Regions from separate parts of the Sus scrofa genome. Here regions 1 and 2 are each linked to region 3. The links are chromatin contacts, called in public Hi-C and HiChIP or PLAC-seq maps. All regions are on one chromosome and are shown on one strand. Each heading gives the region's core, a stretch centred on a gene start, on an enhancer-like site or on the middle of the called end of the contact. The rest is flanking DNA. Distances are from core to core; before and after follow the strand shown. Region 1 has its middle 150 kb from the start of FYN. Region 2 has its middle 130 kb from the start of FYN. Region 3 overlaps FYN (FYN proto-oncogene, Src family tyrosine kinase).

Region 1 (2,747 bases), core at 211-2,710, 170 kb after region 3:
TAAAAGATACCATTTATACAGGATTTGAACCAAGGGCAAAAAGGAGACTACGGCTTTTGTTTTCTTGAATTCTTTATATAAGGATTAATGTCCTTAATCTCTGAATGTACCCATTCAACAGGAAGCCACCTTGCTCAGCATCATTTGGAACTCTCCACTGGCTGGATTTCTTCAGGGCCTTCCTGCCTTTGCCTCTCCTTCTCCATTTCTGCTGTGTTCACCCATCACAGACCCAAAATCCTTCCCCGTCTTATCCATCATCCCAATTCCAGCTCAATCCCCTATCCAGCCTGAACCCTGCTTTCAGCTGATTCAACTGCTGTTTTCGTTAGTCTCTGAGAATATCCTCCGCATTTGACTCTCCAAACCAATTCTCAACTCTAGGTCACCACAAGGTCCGATTTTCCATTGCAAAGTGATGAGCACTACCAAGCAAAGCCACAAAACTGGGCTAAGCCATTCAAAATACTTGGAAATTTCAAAGGGGCCTATTTCTCTGTAGCAATTTTCAATCCATCTATTAACATAGTATCCTATATTTTCCTGGCTGGTTGGACATTTTCTGTATCCTCCAAGGCTCCCTCCCATCTCCAAATCTTGCAACCTCAGATGATGGTTCAGCTTCCAATTCTACTGAAAAGTTGCAGGATAGCCCATGCCTCAGAATTTATTTTCACATAGAAATTTCACTGTTATCTTCACCTATCTTGCAGCGACAGTCAAAAATCACATTAGTAGGCATTCCAACTTTCAAATACCTTTCTCATCTGCTCTCTCCCTCCAAATTACTTCTCATTTGCATCCCTTTGAGGGCTGCAGTAGGTTGCATTGTGCTGCCACTCCAATATATGTCTGTCAGAAACCTGTGAATGTGACCTTATGTGGAAAAAAGGGTCTTTGCAGATGTAATTAAGTTAAGGATCTCGAACTGAGATCATCTTGGATTAGGGTAGAACCTAAATCCAGGGACAAGTGTCCTTGTAAGAGAAAAGGCCATGACACACAGAGGAGAACTCAGCGTGAAGATGAAAGCCGAAATTGTACTGATGGGTCCACAAGCCAAGGAAAGCCAAGAGCTGCTGGCAGCCACCAGAAAGAGGCATGCGCAGGAATTCCTGTTGCGGCTCAGCGGGTTATGAGCCCGACTAGTATTCATGAGGATGCGGGTTTGATCCCTGGCCTTGCTTAGTGGGTTAAGGATCTGGCGTTGCCATGAGCTGGGTGTAGGTCATAGACGTGGCTCGGACCCAGGGTTGCTGTGGCTGTGGCGCAGGCCAGCAACTGCAGCTCTGATTTGACCCCTAGCCTGGTGAGAACCTCCATATGCCACAGGTGCAGCCCTAAAAAGCAAAACAAAAAGAGGCATGAACAGAGTCTTACTCAGAACCTCCAGAAGCAATCAACCCTATTGAAGTCTTGATTTCAAGACCTGTGGCTTCCAGAACAGGGAGAGGAAGTGCTTTGTTGTTTGAAGCCCCCAGTACACAGCCACTGTTACACAGCCACAGGAAACCAAGGCAAAGGCCCCTTCTATATGCAACGTGATCCTGCCCCACTAAACCTTTGATGACCCCCTTCTGTCCATCGTCCCCTCTCCCCAGCCTCGCCAACATCACTCTCCTTTGCGGATCATTTCTGCATGTTCGAGCTTATCTGGGTGGCACCAAGAGCCCAGCTAAGGGTCCCAGTGGGGAGCACAAGCAAGACTCCTTCCACAGTGACACTTCTGCATTGCAAGTACATGAGTAGTGATTGTGGAGGTGGAGGCTGGGGTGTTTCATGCCCTGGAAACATAACCTCTGTCACAAGCTAGGGATGTGAGAAAAGTGGAGGCACTGGGGCTCGCCTAGGGACCCCAGACTGGGGGTCTGAACACCTTCCTACTCCGGACATGGCACAGTTGGGCTGCAGTACAATCAGAGAATGTTTTCTGAACACCAGCTCTCCTTGTATTACACTTACGTTTATACTAATCAGAACTTCCCAGGAGCTAGTGGCTCCACAGAGGCATGTGGTTCTGCTCATGACACTGCAGTCCTTAAAGGTTCTTCCCAGCCACGTCTCATCAGCCCTCACTGGGCAATTTTCGGCCCCTTGGCGAAAACCTCTAACTCTCACCAGTTTGCAATCAAGAATCTGCTGAATAATAACCATAAGACACTGGGAATTACACGATCAACCACACTTATACAAAAAGAAGGGTATGGTATGGCATATTATCTGTGCTTTGGGCCCTAACTTGTTGACAGAATTAGAAACTGGATCACTGCATTTCTATCCAAGGGGTGAAACGTAAGGTGCAACATTATGTGCAAAACCAAAGTCTGGATTTTAACCCATGACTCTGAGGATCTACCAAAGCAGAGGACCTGATGTATTATCTACAAGAAGAGAATTTACTCAAGGTGCATCTCATTCTACAAGTACTGAAAACACTTGGAAGACCTCCAACTTGGAAGCCTGGAATCATAATCAACAAGCATTTAATACATGCACAGTTCAGTGTAGAATTACAGGGCACAAAGCAAATTAAACAGCAGTGCTTTCCGTCTTCTAGAAGCTGGCCACTGAAAATGGACAACGCTGACCCTGACAAGTACAAAAGTGACTGAACATGAACAAAGTGGATAAACACATGAAGTGGTTACATTCATTAGACGCTGGCCAAGGGGCAAGCGCAGTTTTGTTAGTAGTGTATGATCTCCCATGTTTGAGGTGGTGGTGGGGAGGTGGGCAGGACCGCGCTG
Region 2 (3,007 bases), core at 51-2,550, 140 kb after region 3:
GCTTTTTCATAATTCCCAGAACTTGGAAGCAAACAAGATGTTCTGCAGGAGGTGAATAAGTAAATAATCATGGTACCTCCAGACAATAAAATATGATTCAGCGCTAAAAAGAAATGAGTATCAAGCCATGAAAAGATACGGAGGGAACTTAAATGCATATGTAAGTGAAAGAAGCCAATCTGAGAAGGCTACATGCTGGATGGTTCCAACTACATGACATTATGGAAAAGACAAAACTGAGAGACAATAAAAAGATCACTGGGGAGTTCCCGTCGTGGCGCAGTGGTTAACGAATATGACTAGGAACCATGAGGTTGTGGGTTCGATCCCTGCCCTTGCTTAGTGGGTTAATGATTCGGCGTTGCCATGAGCTGTGGTGTGGGTTGCAGATGCGGCTCGGATCCTGCGTTGCTGTGACTCTGGCGTAGGCGGGCAGCTCCAGCTCCAATTAGATCCCTAGCCTGGGGACCTCCATATGCCGCAGGAGCGGCCCAAGAAATGGCAAAAAGACCAAAAAAAAAAGATCACTGGCTGTGAGAGGTTCGGATGAGGGAAGGATGAACAGACAGAGCACAGAGGATCTGTAGGGCAGTGAAAATACTGTGTGATACTATGATGGTGGAGGTGTGCCATTTGTTACATGTAATGAACCTACATGCACATATCATGGATCACCCAGAGTCACCAGTTTACGTTAGGAGTCACTCTTGGTGTTGTACATTCTAAGGGTTTGGATAAATGTATAATGACACAAATCCCTCCACAAAAAAGTTTATTCATTGGTTTTAAATTACTGTAGCACTCAATCTTGATGGAGAGTGGAAGATAAATTAAGATGGCAGAAAGGCACCTTCCCGGCCTCTTCTCCCACCCTGGCTGTGAATTCACACCATGCTTAGAAGTCATGGCCCAGAGAAAGGGGGACAATGAACAGACGTTGGTAAATTATTCCAATGCCCCCTAGTTTCACTCTTCATCAGACTCCCATTCGAGATGTTCTCGCATCTGTATCGATTTCACAGCACCCTGAACGCAGCACGTGATGACTATCTGCCTCCCCCACAGTCAGCATCACACAGCTCTCTAGTGGCACAGTCAGGATGTCTCAAGCCCCGGGGCCCACACTCTTTCCACTGCTTCACTCGGCCTTGTGCTCGACCTTGGAGCCATCTCGCTTTCACAGGGTCCTTTTACGGGAAGGACTATGCAAATGGACACCCTGTTTCATCTCTTCTTCTGCGAACGGCAGTGATCTACTTCCTCTCCTTCCCTTTACACTCTGGGTTCAGCCGTGGCCCATTTCACAACTTCACGAACACCCCTACGTCTTCCGAGAAGCTGCCACGTTCCCCTGGCTGTGGGGGCTGCTCTCCACAAACCACACGTAACCCGAAGAGGAGGCTGGGTCTTTGGTGGAAGTGAACCCTTTCACATCTGAATGGGGTTCTAGCTCCTCCTTCAAAATCACCCACGGGCTAATGCCCCTGGGTGTGCTATGGAAAGTGGGGCTCAGGATGGAAAGCCACCGGCATCAGTGAGAACACCATGGTACCTCTGCCCTCGATGCAGTGTTTAACCAAGTCCCCTCCCAACACGCCTTTGTGTGGTGCTGCCTCATCTCGGGCACTTTCATGGGACTGTCAAGGGGAAGACTGCAGATACAGCACCCTGATGTCAGCAGAGATTCAGACAGCCACTCAAAACATAGCTGAGCAAGATGGGGGACCCTGGGCCAAGTGACAGTTGGGTTTGGTGGACTCGGGGGTGATGGGATGGCCACTTCTGAGGGTACAAACATCACAGGGGGGTGACACGGACTTGGAGGGAGGTGCTTGTACAGTAGGGCTTGGGAGGCACATTACCCTTGGTTAAGGAGATTTTCATCAGATGTGCTTATGGAGATCACAAATAATTCACAGCTGAAAGAGGATCGCTAATTAATTAGAAGAAAGAACACAGATTTTTAAGGCTGGAACGGTTACTAGGGCTGACCAAAACAACAAAAATCTCCCCATAGTAAACAGATAAAATCCTGATTTTCTTCAGGCTAATGCTCTCCCAACTGAGCTATTTCAGCCACCCATAAAATCCTGCTTTTGACTGTAAAACATCTAATGCATAAATATAGGAACATGTCAGACCCAGCCCCATACCCTCCCACCCATTCAGCTGGGACAATTTACTCTGTTCGCAAGTCCTGCCAGAGACCCTGACCCTAGGCTCCAGGCCACTGACACGGAGACTCTCACCAGTGTCCCAACTCCTGACTTCAGACCTGGGAGCTCCTTTTACCTTTCAGGCTCAGGCTCCTGCTCCCCCTTCTCAGCAGTTTTGGCGGTTGATCCTATAACTCGTTCTTCTGGATGCAGCTCTTCTACAGCTTCCTGACAACCCAGTACACTAGTGCTTCTTGCACGCATCTGGCCCATTGACCTGCTCTGCCGGACAATTCTGCTGCCAAACACCTGTCCATCTAGACGGCCAGCTCTGGAAGGATTTCCCCAGTGCTATGCCTTACCCAGCATCCCCAATGCCTCCTGTTAACAGCCTGCCGCTCATACATCTCCATGAGCACGCCCCAGGCCACGGATCTCTCTGTTCTCAGGATTCCTGTCTGGACTATATCCTGGATCCCAAGCTGATCTCATCCTGTTATTGACAGAAACCCAGCTCTTCTCCAGCAGGGGCAAAGGGGATGGGTTTAAAGAAATTCGTATTTAAAGACACTGAATATGAGCTCCATGCAAGCTGCAGGTGCGATGGAGTGGCTGAATCACAGATGAAATTCTGGCCTGCACTTATATATACACTTGAAGATGCAAAAAACAAGGGCAGCTCATGGGCTTACTAGACTTAGGTATAGAATCCTTACTCTGCACTGACCAGGCCATCTCTGAAGTGTTGTTCCTATCTGAGAACACGCTTTTAGAGAGACAATGACCAGAGTTCTCTGGTGGCCTAGTGGTTAAGGATGTGGTGTTGTCACTGCTGTGATGCAGGTTCAATC
Region 3 (3,033 bases), core at 266-2,765:
CTCCTGTTGTCAAGGAGCGGGCCTCCCACCAGTCTCCTTCCCTGCAGAGAGAAAAGAGAAAAGGAAGTGAATTCGTGGACCATTTCAATGTCCTGTGGTCACAGACTCCACGTTGTGAGCATATATGACCACCTCCTAGTTATCCTGCTATCTGGTTTCGCCAACTCTAACACAGTCCTCTGCGAGGGTCTTTTTTTCTTCTTCTTCTTTTTCTTTTTAGGGACGCCCCTGCAGCACATGGAGGTTCCCAAGCTAGAGGTGGAATCAGAGCTGCAGCTGCCGGTCTACACCACAGCTATAGCAACAGCAGAACCAAGCCGTGTCTGCAACCTACACCACAGCTCACGGCAATGACGGATTCTTAACCTACTGAGGAGGGCCAGGGATTGAACTCACATCCTCATGGATGCTAGTCGGGTTCGCTAACTGCTGAGCTATGACGGGAACTCCACTTCAAGGGTCAAATGGGTACAATCTGAGTCAGCTGAGAGGGGAATCCAGCTTTGTCTCTCCTCTGTTGCCTTATTTAGAAATTAAAAATGTAGGACCCTGGTCATGAGGGGGGCTCTGGTGGGGAAGAGGGTATTTTTGCTTGGTAAGTGTCACCAACTTGGGCAAAGGGAAAGGGAACTGAGCCCCAGCCTACTGACGAAAAACAGTGAAAAAATGCTAATTATAGGAGATGAAGGATGTGTTACCCAACCTTACTGCAGTAAACATTTCACAATATATACACACATCAACCCATCACATGGTACACCTTAAAACCTCTACAATGGGACATTGCCAATTATATATCAATAAAGCTGGAAAAAAAATAGAACATGCACCAATTCTGCTACCATTTCATTCCTCTGCCCTGCCCCGAGGCAAACAGCATCCAGGTGCTGCTGGAGAGATCCAGCAGAGACAAGCTGCTGGCTTTAATGTTATTCGGTCCATCATTAAATTATTCAAAAGATGAAGCAAAGAAAAGGGGGGGGGAGAAGGAGAGGGAGAGAGACAGAGACAGAGACATAGACAGACAGACAGACTGTCTATAGCTGTAGATCATCTGAGAAAGGAAGCCTTTTAGGAGGCCTAATAAAGGATGGAGGTGCTCTGAGTACCTGCCTTGTTTGCTCTCAAGAAAATGGGTAGAAGAATAAAGCCTACGAGAGGCTGGGCCTCTCCTGGACATTTGCAGCCTGAGGTTACTTCATGGAGCACTGTCAGCCCTGCCCTGAATCCGGGGGTATGACAGGAAGGGGGGGGAGGTGCAGAGGTGTGTGCAGGGATGGGTAGGGGGATGAGAGTGTTAGTCACACCGCCCCCTGGAGCCCAGTGTTCCAGCCACAGGATGGTCTCATCTGTGAGGCTCACGGCACTGTGGGCAGAAGGATGTGAATGTGAAAGAGGGTGCTTGCAACACCACCCTCAGCATAAAACCAGTGACTAGATTAAATGCTCAGAGTTCACAGGCTTAGACTCCCTCAGCTGCACGTGACGGGGAGCAGGGTGCAGTGCGTGCCTCTCCCCATCAACAGAGCTTAGCCGACTTCCTGGGGTAGCTTTGACACTGACTGTGTCCACAAACCCTCCCCTAGCCTGAGGTCAGGAGCACGAGGGGCAGAGAGGATGCAACTGCCCCTGAGCAGACGGAGGCCTCTCAGATGTCTCATCACCAGAAGCCTTCTCTCCTTCCTTTTTTGGTCCTTGGTGGGAGCAAGTGAAATCCCAAGCTGCATTTTTTTTTTTTTATCACTTTTTTTTTTTTGGCTGAGCTGTTAGTCTAAGCCCTCAGACAGGGGAAGAGAAATGCTGGCTTTCGGCCCTGGTCAAGATCTCCCCCAGACAGATGCAATTAGGTAGAGGATAACCAGCCTCTGTATAAACACCAGCCTTATGCCAGGGGCCCAGCCTTTAAAGACTGGCTCCGAGGGAGGGAAGGATGCACAATGATCCCAGATAGGATTCCATACAGCGGCAGACAAACAGTGACAAGTGTACATGTGCAGCTGTGGGTGAGCGTTGGTGGCATGAATAACAGAATACCCTATAAGAAAACAGGGTGCTGGAGAGGTTTTATTTCTTGTTTTTGTTTTTTAAAACTATAGTTGACTTATGATGTTGTGCCAATTTCTGCTGTACAGCAAAGTGACTCAGGCAGATACAGATATCCTTTTTAAACATTTTAAAAAAAATTGTTATTTCCTCAACACAATTTTTTTTCTCCTGTACGGCATGGTGACCCAGTTACACATACTTGCACACATTCTATTTTCTCACATTATCATGCTCCATCATAAGTGACTAGACATAGGTCCCAGTGCTACACAGCAGGATCTCATTGCTAATCCATTAGTTTGCATCTATTAACCCCAAGTTCCCAATCCATCCCTTCCCCTCCCCCTCAGCAACCACAGGTCTATTCTCCAAGTCCATGATTTCCTTTTCTGTGGAAAGATTCATTTGTGCCATATATTAGATTCCAGATATAAGTGATATCCTATGGTATTTGTCTTTCTCTTTCTGACTTACTTCACTCAGTATGACAGTCTCTAGTTCCATCCATGTTGCTGCAAATATCCTTCTTTTTAAAATGTTCTTTTCTCTCATGGTCTAATCCAGGAGATTGGATATAGTTCCCTGTGCTATACAGTGAGACCTCATTGCTTATCCATTCTAAATGTAACAGTTTGCATCTACCAACCCCAAACACCCCATCCATACAATTCCATCCCCTCTCTGCTTGGCAACCACAAGTCTGTTTTTTATGTCTGTGAGTCTGTTTCTGTTTCGTAGACAGGTTCATTTGTGCCATATTTTAGATTCCACATGTAAGTGATATCATATGGTATTTGTCTTTCTGACTTACTTCACTTTGTGTGATAATCTCAGGTTGCATCTGCTGGCAAAGGTTTTAAACAAGGTATGTTTTAATTAGTTTCTCAGTCTTTTTCTAATCTATTAAATGAATTTAAACAGATAATCAAAAAAGGGAGATAATTTCTCCCAGAAAGTCCTTTATTAATAAGCTTAAATTTAGGTCAT

The links. A called contact is a pair of places that touch in the nucleus more often than the background predicts. HiChIP or PLAC-seq counts read pairs in DNA pulled down with a chosen protein or histone mark.
Region 1: a Hi-C map of blood shows a contact between it and region 3, with 2.0 times the contacts expected there. The contact joins two enhancer-like sites. A contact is called at or near these places in 3 of 5 promoter capture datasets (fetal skeletal muscle and liver), 12 of 47 Hi-C or Micro-C datasets (alveolar macrophages, blood, brain and 7 more) and 2 of 2 datasets of contacts at active chromatin or transcription factors (alveolar macrophages and skeletal muscle).
Region 2: a contact with region 3 is called in an H3K27ac HiChIP or PLAC-seq map of alveolar macrophages. The contact joins two enhancer-like sites.

Annotation. Positions count from the first base shown.
Region 1 is chr1:77,795,786-77,798,532 of Sscrofa11.1, forward strand. It overlaps a transcript of FYN not described here. Among named protein-coding and RNA genes, the nearest start is that of FYN, 150 kb to the left of the region's middle. Within about 2 kb of position 1,461, at least 5 of the 83 cell types and tissues checked have an H3K27ac peak or open chromatin away from gene starts, as enhancers often do.
Region 2 is chr1:77,767,906-77,770,912 of Sscrofa11.1, forward strand. It overlaps a transcript of FYN not described here. Among named protein-coding and RNA genes, the nearest start is that of FYN, 130 kb to the left of the region's middle. Within about 2 kb of position 1,301, at least 9 of the 83 cell types and tissues checked have an H3K27ac peak or open chromatin away from gene starts, as enhancers often do. A contact at or near this core is called in alveolar macrophages, where this site is marked.
Region 3 is chr1:77,630,271-77,633,303 of Sscrofa11.1, forward strand. It overlaps FYN (FYN proto-oncogene, Src family tyrosine kinase), which reads right to left. Exons shown (of 11, transcript NM_001080206.2): 3 at 1-41. Among named protein-coding and RNA genes, the nearest start is that of FYN, 11 kb to the right of the region's middle. Within about 2 kb of position 1,516, at least 18 of the 83 cell types and tissues checked have an H3K27ac peak or open chromatin away from gene starts, as enhancers often do. A contact at or near this core is called in alveolar macrophages, where this site is marked.